Linked DNA regions of Mus musculus: region 1 is linked to region 2. Evidence: chromatin contacts called from public ChIA-PET data. All regions are on one chromosome and are shown on one strand. The core of a region is the stretch at or near the end of the contact, and the rest is flanking DNA. Distances in the headings are between cores, read along the strand shown. Region 1 holds the start of Zfp182 (zinc finger protein 182). Region 2 holds the start of Uba1 (ubiquitin-like modifier activating enzyme 1).

Evidence for each region. ChIA-PET counts read pairs in DNA pulled down with a chosen protein or histone mark.
Region 1: an RNA polymerase II ChIA-PET map of memory CD8 T cells shows a contact between it and region 2, with 25 read pairs. The contact joins the promoter of Zfp182 here to the promoter of Uba1 in region 2. A contact is called at or near these places in 4 of 39 promoter capture datasets (the 3T3-L1 cell line, erythroid cells, liver and 1 more), 1 of 484 Hi-C or Micro-C datasets (CD4 T cells), 1 of 115 datasets of contacts at active chromatin or transcription factors (memory CD8 T cells) and 1 of 9 other capture datasets (liver).

Annotation. Positions count from the first base shown.
Region 1 is chrX:21,059,403-21,064,218 of GRCm38.p6, reverse strand. Zfp182 (zinc finger protein 182) reads left to right here and starts at 2,181. Exons shown (of 5, transcript NM_001013387.2): 1 at 2,181-2,325; 2 at 3,691-3,716. The coding sequence starts at 3,702.
Region 2 is chrX:20,660,313-20,665,810 of GRCm38.p6, reverse strand. Uba1 (ubiquitin-like modifier activating enzyme 1) reads right to left here and starts at 2,915. Exons shown (of 26, transcript NM_001136085.2): 1 at 2,686-2,915.

The DNA.
Region 1 (4,816 bases), core at 932-3,431, 400 kb before region 2:
ACTTCGGGATTTCCCCACACCCCAACTTTCTGGGCTTCCTATTCTTTATTCTAAAGTCTCTCTTCTCACCATGTGACTGCTTGTCTGCCTTCATACCAGCTTAAAACAGCCTTTTCTGGAAAAAAAGAGTGTGTTTGTGTGTGTGTGTGTATGATTTTATTTAAATGATTATTGAAATCACTTAGCACCTCTATGTAGTAGATATTGTTCCTCTACAATTTTCAACTCATTTGTCACCACCACCTTAATCATGCAGAAATTGTTATGAGGAAACAGGACAGCGAAATTAAGGGTGTAACCTATGTCACACAGCCAGCTGGAGTGCTTTGGTCCTACCAAGATCAAAATCTTGAATAAGGTGAAAAGACCATCAGAACCAGTGCTAATTAAAACAATGTTAGTGAAAGAAGATATGTCAGGTTGGTCACCTAGTGAAGTGAATGTCCCTGTCCTGGATGAGTACCTAAGGACATTTATATACATATAGAATATTATATGCATGTGGGTACAATGAAAACACATTTATTAGAGCTATTGTATAATAGCTCATAGTGTACTGCTATACTTAGGCATACTAGTAAAAGTGAAAGCCAATAATGTACAAAAAAAAATCAGAGAGGGAAATCAGGTGAGGAGAAACTCTTCAAGTACTGTTCTTTAGAAGGTGTGGTTTACCTCACATTTGACCGGAATAAGCAGGTGGCGGCAGCAGCAGGTAGCTCCTTAAGTGGTATAGTCTTTGTAGGCTTCTGGTATGTGGACCCTTAGCTCTACAAGCATAAGCACTAATCACAGCCGAATGCTTTAGACAACCCTAGCCTTGCCTTTTAGCATCAATCATAGCTTTTGAGACTCTTGCCTCTTTAGGACCAGTCACAGCAGTCCCTGGGCTGGGCCAGCTGGGGGAAAATATTCCCCTTCAAGTTGCAGGATGTTCTTGAGTTCTCCAAGTTTTGTGGTAGCAAAAGCTGTGGTACAAACGTGGGCAGTGGTGGCGCTCGCCTTTAATCCCAGCACTTGGGAGGCAGAGGCAGGCGGATTTCTGAGTTCGAGGCCAGCCTAGTCTACAGAGTGAGTTCCAAGAAGGACAGCCAGGACTACACAGAAAAACCCTGTCTCGAAAAACAACAAAACAAAACAAAGCTGTGGTAAAAACTCCCAACTAAGCCATTTCGAGGTTGTGCTGCCACCTGCTGCAGCCATCACTTGCCACCAAACAGGGAGAAAAAAAAAATTGCCAAAGACCAGTGACTGAAAATCTTTTACCCTGCCCACTAATCCTGTCTGGGAAAAGGCCCCCAGCCAGCTGTTGGGTAACACGAAGAGGTGAGGGTTTTATTTGGGCTATCCTGCACCATTTTAAAAGAATAGTTTTTTATTGAATACACTGCAGGGGTGCAGTGAAGTGGGCGGTAACTAACTGCTTGTAGATTTATATGTAATTTTAAGCTCGGTATACAATGTTAGGTTGCTCCGTCTGTTTTAATAAATAAAATATGATGCCCTGTCTCTGGTTTAGAAAGTCCTATACCATGTAGTCAATAACCACACCTTCTCATTCCCAGCACAATGACTGCTTTCTCTGGAAAGGTGAAGGCATTGTCAGCCACCACTTAAAACACTACTTTTCCCACTGTGTGGCCCTCTATGGCAGTAAATTCTTAAGTTTGTTGTTTGAATTGTCTTATGGTCCTTTAGATACTAAAATGCAAACTCCCAGTACTAGACAAAAGGATGGAGCCAAGGCTTTTCCCTAAACTGGTATTCAAATCACTTAAAGAGGTCGCAGGCCTGCATTGTCTTGTTAATTACACCTGTACCCTGTGGCTACTCTCTGAATTCACCACAGGAATTCGTCCTTGTTTTAATAATTTTCTTAATTGGACCCTCCCATTTTCTGCTGTATCAAAAAAAAATGGCGCCTGACGTCCTTAGAAACTGCTAATTTCTGCAAAACAAACACCAGCTTTGTCAGGAGACTCGGGAGTATAAAAGAAACAGTGGATGCCGTTTGTTTTTTTTGTTTTTTGTTTTTTTTTTCCTAATCGGTGACATCACCGACGCGGCCCACTACCCTCTGCGCCTGCGTTGAGCCTGGTCGCCTTTGCGCGCCATGTTGACTATTGGCGGATGCTGTCTCAAAGGCAAACCTGAGCATGCGTAGAACAAACCGCTGTCCTAAGTTTAGGCGACAGAGACAGCTAGTTGGTCCGATGCGGAAGTGCTTTTCCAGGCCGTTTACGGAAAGGTCTACTCAACACCCTGCAAAAAATCTGGTTGAGTAAAGATGAGGGTCTGTGTTAGACTGGGGTCGCGAGCTGAGTGGTGGGTAGTTCTAAGTGGAGGGAGGTTCGGGTATGTCATTGATGCGAGAGACTGGGAGATGGGATGATGGGGGCTTGAGAGATGAGTAAACGGGGGTCTGCGGACTTAATAGTGGACAAAGTTATGAGGCTAGTTAGGATTAAGTGAGTCGTACTAAACTTTAGCTTTTACACATTTTCTAGCACAGTGATCCCCTCTTTAGATGCGCCCCCTTGTTTCCGTCTTCCAGTGTACAGCTCGCAGGAATCATGGGGAAGAGTGCTGGATTAAATCAGCATTTAAAGACTTCTTTACAGCACCTGAGCTAAACAGCCCCAGTGAGGGAGGTGAGAGAAAAAGGAAAACAAGCAGACAAAAAACGTCATCTGTAGAGCCTTAGCGGCCTTTGGACATTTGGAGGTCTGAGGAGGGATAGACAGGTACCATTTGAATAATAGGTAGAGGCTTATGTTTTAGAGTGTAATAAATAGCATTTGAGTTAAGAATTAACTTGAGGCCGGGCGGTGGTGGCACACGCCTTTAATCCCAGCGCTTGGGAGGCAGAGGCAGGTGGATTTCTGAGTTCGAAGCCAGCCTGGTCTACAGAGTGAGTTCCAGGACAGCTAGGAGAAACCCTGTCTCGAAAAACCTAAATAAATAAAGAAATAAAGAATTAACTTGAAAATAGAGAAGAAAATAGGAGCTAATTTTCCCTTATTTAAATGTCCATTCTTAGACATTCAAGAGCTATATATCACTTAATAGTTAACATTTAATTTATATATTTAAAATGTATGCCTGCAGTTTTATATATCTTATTTAGAAATTTAATTTGGCTTAAGATATTTTTCTGAAACAGTTTTCTAAACTTTGAGTTACAAAATATGTAGATAATACGTGTGTAGTTCCATACATTTTTTAACAACTATAGAGCATTTCATCCTGAATTTCTATTTATTATCATATTACACATTTTCTATGATTGCTTTAGTTTGGCATTATTAAAATCTGTTCTATGTATCTCAGTGGTATAGTACTGGCTTAGCATGCACAGAGCCCTAGGAATAGATTCTATCAGTACTACAAGGAATTGTTGCTGCTGATGTGGTGGCACACTCCATTAATTCTAGTACTTGGGAGTTAAAAGCCAGCCAGGGCTACACAGAGAGATCCTGTCTCAAAACAAAACAAAACAAAAAACAAACAAGCAAACAAAAACCAAACAAAACAAAAAACTTAGAGTTGTCCATACTCTTCCAGAGAGTGGCCTCGCATGTGAAGAGATTTCTGGGCAGATGATTCTGAGTACTGCAAAGCTAATGGTTTCTACTGTTATATTCTACTCTACTCATTCTAGCTCAGCTTTCATACATTTGTTTTCTCAAGAAAAGCAGGAAATGGCCAAACCCCAGGTAAGTATGTGGTCTATCTGTTTCTATATTTTATCATAGATGTGATGCGATATTTAGGCATCAGCACTGCAAAATAGGAAACTATAAATTACTGAGATCAGTGAAAATGAAAAATAGTCAATTAAGGTCAAGTTAGATAGCTGATGCATTGACTAAGGAAGGGTAACAGATGTTTCTTAACTTATGATGCTGCTGTATTCGGAAGTTATGTCAATTCATAGTTGAAATTTCATTTAATACCCTTATCCCACTAAACATCATGTGGTGTGTATAGACCATAATGACATTTCTTACAGGAGCTATTTCTCAGTGCTGCTGCCTTATATCATGAGAGAATAGAGTATCAATTATGTTTATTCCAGGAAAAATCAAACTTTGAAGTATGGTTTCTATTCAGTTCACATCATTTTTGCACCACTGTAAAGTAAAAAAAAAAAATTAAAAAAAATGTTAATTCTTTAGTTAAGATTATCTTAACTAAACTGGAGTTTCCAGTTTGTTGTTGAACAGTCTGGCAGCCATGTGGTTGTGTGGCCACTACTTTGACTTGCCTTATTTCATTAGGATAGAGCATACCAAGGCTTCAGGGAAAATCAAGGTTTTCTGGAATTGTATTTTGGAGCCTTTTTTTTTTTGGTGTCTTTATGTAGAATTGTCTTCAGTAATAGACTGATCAAATGTATCCTTGCTTTCCTGCAGTTTTTTCTCACAAAATTCCCTAGAGAGAATGGAGACATTGGGAATGAAATCTCTTCTCTTTCAAATGATTTTCCTGCAATCATTTCCTCAATTGGATTTTCATTTCTCTTGCATCCAAAAGACAAATTCCTCAAGATATGTACACCTTACCATCTTTTTTGTTCATTTTTTAATTACAGTGAAATCTTGCTGTTGTACAAGTTGATAAATGTTAACACAAGTAGATTGATGTAACTAACTAACCAGGAAGATGGAGAATAGTTTCATCGTCCTTAAAAGCTGTTTCATGCTGTTCTCTTATAGTATCCCATCCTGTAAACTCAGGCAACTATAGATCTATTCTGTGTTATTACAGTTTTGTTTTCACAAGGATGTCATATAAGATGGGATCACATATTTAT
Region 2 (5,498 bases), core at 1,666-4,165:
GTCCTGGAACTCACTTTGTAGACCAGGCTGGCCTTGAACTCAGAAATCCACCTGCCTCTGCTTCCTAAATAAATAAATCTTAAAAAAAAAAAAAGGAAGCAGAGGCAGGAGGACTCTTAAGTTTGAGGTCAGCCTGAACTGTACAGTGAGACTATTTCAAAAAATATTTAAACAGGAGATTTCAATTGCCAGGTTTTGGAAAGCCCCTTTATCAAGGCAAGCAGGAAGAATGTGGGGCAGAGACTCTAGGACAAGAACTAAAGATTCCCTTACTCCCATCCAAAAATAAATCCATAAAAACAAAATACAAAAAAGCAAAGCCAATGGAGATCCTTTCTCCCTCACCATGTGCTCGGCCTTCTCTATTAGAATATATTTCCCAGTGCTTAAGATCAAGTGTAGGATATATTTTCCAAAACTTACTTGGCTAAGCTGAAATGAAAGCATTTTAAACTTACCCCGGGTCTCCAAACTGATGACTGAAGCCTGAGAATACTCTATTCCCAAAGCAGAGAAAGGCTGAGCAGGGGAACCTGGGGTAGGATTAGGAAGCAGAGCCAGCTGATTGAGGTAGAAAAGATATTGTACAGAGGAGGATGCTAAGGCTCGCCAAGGTTTCTGGGAGGTTTTAAAGGAGAAGTCTTGAGGAGTATGAGAAAGGCATCAGAGGAAGTCACTGAGCTCAAGGAGCTGTGAAGGAGATAATAAAAGACACCCAAATGAGACCTTAGCAGGCCTTATAAATGGTGGGGGTATTGGACAGAGGTATTGTTTTTTTTTTTATTTTTTGGTTTTTTGAGACAGGGTTCCTCTGTGTAGCCCTGGTTGTCCTGGAACTCACTCTGTAGATCAGGCTGGCCTGGAACTCAGAAATCCGCCTGCCTCTGCCTCCCGAGTGCTGGGATTAAAGGTGTGTGCCACCTCGCCCGGCCTTGGACAGAGGTATTAAGACAGACTTAAATCTGGGTCTCTAGAAAGAGGTGGGGGAATGTAGACCCTGAAACTACTGCAGGGAGATGCTGGGACTGACAGTCTTCGATTCTAGTGATAGAAACCCTTCACTAAAAATAATGGGAATGCACAGAAAAAGGTCTTTGATACTGACACTATAGTGCCAAGAAGCTGTGATATTAAGTGCGAAGAGGCAAGGAGAGGTCTCTGAGAGCAGACTCTTGGAGAGGGATTTCTAATGGAGCAACAAAGGTCTTGCGTAGATCTAAACAGGTACCACAGCTGCTGACAGGGTAGAGAAAGGAAGATGAATTTCAGATAATTTAAGCCTTAAAAGGATTACTAAAAATTAAGCATGGTGGTGTATACCTTTGATCCCAGCACTAGTGAGGCAGAGGCAGGCTGGCCTCTAAGAGTTTGAGACAGCCAAAGCCACACAGTAAAACTCTGTAATCATGATAATATATTACCAAGCAAATACTGCCTAGATCTTCAAATGGAATTAGGTTCCTCTAGTCAATTTTGTGACTCCACAGTAAATAGATGAGGTTTTCTACTCCTGTGGAAGATAAATGAGCCTGTTGGGGAAAAAGGTATCTGACAGTGATAGAGGTTCAGGGAAGTCAAAAGCAAATGCTGAGACTCTCTGAATGATGATGGTACTAGAAACCTTTAAAAAAGACGAGGGCAGATTCTGAGGCCTGTTGTTAGATTAAGGAATCTATAAAAAGAGAAGCTAGAATGCTGGTCTGCCTTTGAAGGCAAAAATTGGGTCTAGAATGAGACCATCGGGCAGATGGGGCTACAAATCAAGAGTCTGAAAGAGTAGATGGCGGCAAGAGATCACTAATGGAGAACTGTGTCCAAACAGGTCCTCCCTGGCGTCTAGTCCCATGAGAGACTAAAGGAAATATACTGGGGTTACGATGGCTGATGGAGAAGACAACAATGCTTCAAGAACAATGAGAACGTGAAAAAGGGGGGCGTCCCTAAAAGCAGGGAGAGTCTCTAAAGGCAGGTGCTTAAAAGAATAAGAATGCCAGGTGTCCACGATGGAGGATGCTATGTCAAAGTGGTATTGGGAGATCTCAAATGTAGGAATGGATTTCCCACGGAAAGGCTAGGCAGAGAGCTTTTCACCGGGTTTAATCCAGATGGCAGCTCTAAGGACAGATAGTATCCTGGGGGGAGGGGAGACTGGATGAAAATGCTAGACAAGGCTCTTCATTCGGAAATGAAGGCCACGCGGACCTTTCCTCAAGCCTGGCCCCTCTTAAGCCATGAGAGCAAATACTGAAGGGCTAGGAAGAGTCTCAAGGGAGATTTTGGGGCAGGTCTTCAAATAGCACACAAGTATGGACGGCTTTCATGAGCAGCGACACCGAATTCCGGTGCCTTTATGGAGACTGTGGGGAGTTCTGATAGGAAATGCATGGCTCAGGATCGGATCAAGATACCTGGTAATAGTGCTGAGCCAGAAGTCTCCAGAAGCTGAGATAGGGGTCTGACGTCAAGGTCAGATTTCGAAGCTCAAGGGAATAGGGGTGGTCCCAGACAGACGTGATCCACCCCACCCCAGGATTTGCACACCCCCACACCCGCTTGCCTAGTGACTCTTAATACCCAGGACACGGCAGTGCACTCAGACATTGGGCTGGCAGAGAGCCAGCAGGGACCCTCCCATACCTCCCAGAGCCCTTGCGCTTCGAGCCAGGTGCAGAGAAAAGCTATTACCAATGCCGGTTCCCCGGGTCGTGCCGCCGCCAACTCCTCAAGGAGCCGAAGTCAAGCTCGGCCGCCACCCTCCTCTTTCTCCTCCTCCTCCTGCCGCCTGGGCCAGCTAGGATCACTGTCGCCTTCTCCTTCCCCGACCGCGGTGGTTGTGGTCTTCCCTGCCACCCTCCTTCACCCCAGCAGCCGACACAAGATGGCGGCGGCAGAGCCCAAGGCCGGAACAAAACCCTGAGCCCCACCCCCAGAAACCCGGATGCAAGAGGACCGCGCCCACTCATGAATCATGTATTTTCCCTGCCCAGTTTGGGACTTCTTTAATTAGAAGGAGAACAGCTCCACCAAGTGGCTCTGGAGGCAGTAACTAGAAAAACAGGTAGAGCAAGAGGCTATGAAATATGAATAAAGAATTACTGCATCTAAGCTGTCAAAGAAATCAAGGAAGGACCTCAAGGCCATTCTTCCCGATCGTGAATCACGAAGCAAGGTTATGGGTTTACTAGGACTAGGCAACCAGAAAGTAGATGTTAAAGCATTACAACCACACCCCATGTTCATGAATAATGAATGATCTTGCAGTAGCTGGGAATCAAGGAGACCAAAGCTATATCGTATTCATGAATAATGCACGAGACTCAGTGAGATGGAACAAAAGAGGCAGGCCTGCCTTATTGCTCCATCTAATACCCAGTAAGCAAGAAACAGGGCTACTGCAGGCAGCACTCCTCTGACTCCTAAATACTGAATGAAGCTGTTGGAGCAGCAGCAGCAGCAGCAGCAGCAGCAGCAGCAGCAGCAGCAGCAGCAGCTCAACTTGAAAACAGAGAGGTCAAGAAAGGTTGTGTCCACCAGGTGTGGTGGTGTACACTTTTAATCCCAGCACTCAGTGGGCAGAAGCAGGAGGGTCTGAGTTTGAGGCCTGTCTGTAGAAGGAGTTCCAGGACAATCAGAGCTACACATAGAAACCTTGTCTTAGGGTGGTGGGGTGGGAACACCAAAAGAAAGATTGCGCCCAAGCTGCGCTTATGTGCATGGTGCTGCATGCCTTTAATCTCTGCACTAGGAAGGTAGAAGCAGGAGGTTCATTAGTCTGAGGCAAGCCTGGTTAACAGGAAACCCTGTCTCAAAAAAATGTACTGGGCTGGGGAGATGACTCAGCGGGTAAGAACACTGACTGCTCTTCCGAAGGTCCTGAGTTCAAATCCCAGCAACCACATGGTGGCTCACTGTAATGAGATCTGACGCCCTCTTCTGGTGTGTCTGAAGCCAGCTACACCGTACTTAGATATAATAAATAAATATTTGGGCTGGAGCAAGCGGAGTTGACCAGAGCGAGCAGGAATCCTAAAAATTCAATTCCCAACAACCACATGAAGGCTCACAACCATCTGTACAGCTACAGTGTACTCACATACATAAAATAAATAAATAAACCTTTTTAAAAAGTACCAATCCCATACAGTTCACGAATTATTCATGAGGTTTGATGGGCAGCCCCCACCCAAAGTGGCCCTGCCTAGCAAGTGGGAATTATGAGATAATAGTCAAGGCACTCACCATACTGGATAACCGTGCGAAGCCCAAGTGAGCAGTCTTTGCTCGTCATCCATGACCACTTAGGGGCGTATCTTGTTTAAGATAAATACTGCTAAATACAAACTCACTAGATGCCTTTGATAGGCAACGATAGTAATGAAACTAATCCAACTTAGCTGGAGATGTAGACTATGGATAAAGCACTTCCCCAACACCCTGGATTCAATTCATAGTATCATAAAAAACAAACAAACAAACAAACCATACCAATCCCCACCTCAAAAAAAATCCACTGATGAAATGTGTTATGAGAATGAGTACAGAACGGGTCTTAGAGCAGTGCTGCCACAAAACTGTTACAATTTTCAAATATGTGTAACTAAAGGCAATATGTAGACATATTTGCATTAATACAAAATTACTTACATTTGAGGACTTGAATGTTCCCAGATCAGAAAATGAGGATTAAGAATAAGAACTTACCTTGTGACTGAGTAAATATGTAGAAAGGGTCTAGAATAGTGCCTGGCACATTGTATCATATAATTAATCTGAGCAGTAGCAACACTATTTTCTTAAAAGATGGGGTTTTTGGGGGGTGTGCTAGCACAGCTCCTATAATTCCACAGTACTTGGCAGGCTGACACAGAAGGATCACTAATACCTGGCAAGTCTGGGGGAAAACAGACCCGGGAAAAAGAGACAGAAGTAGACACACAGACAGGGAAGAAAGGAAGGAGAGAAGAGGGAGAGGGAAAGAAGAGGAAGAGAGAGAAAGAGAGGTTTGAGACCATGCTGGTTTCAAACTATTCAAAATCCTCCTGCCTCACTAAGCACTAAGCGTCCCACCAACTACTCCTTTTAATTTCAAACAGTACTGCCTGAGGCAGGCAGGTCCCTAATTCTTTCAGCAAGCCTCAGGAAACAGCGACAGACTGGGGGTTGAGGGGAGGGGAGGGGAGGGGAGGGGAGAGGGGAGGGGAGGGGAGGGGAGAGGGGAGGGGAGGGGAGAGGGGAGGGGAGGGGGAGAGGGGAGGGGAGGGGAGAGGGGAGGGGAGAGGGGAGGGGAGGGGAGAGGGGAGGGGAGGGGGAGAGGGGAGGGGAGGGGAGAGGGGAGGGGAGGGGGAGAGGGGAGGGGAGGGGGAGAGGGGAGGGCAGGGGAGAGGGGAGGGGAGGGGAGAGGGGAGGGGAGGGGAGGGGAGGGGGAGAGGGGAGGGGAGGGGAGAGGGGAGGGGAGGGGAGGGGAGAGGGGAGGGGAGAGGGGAGGGGAGGGGAGGGGA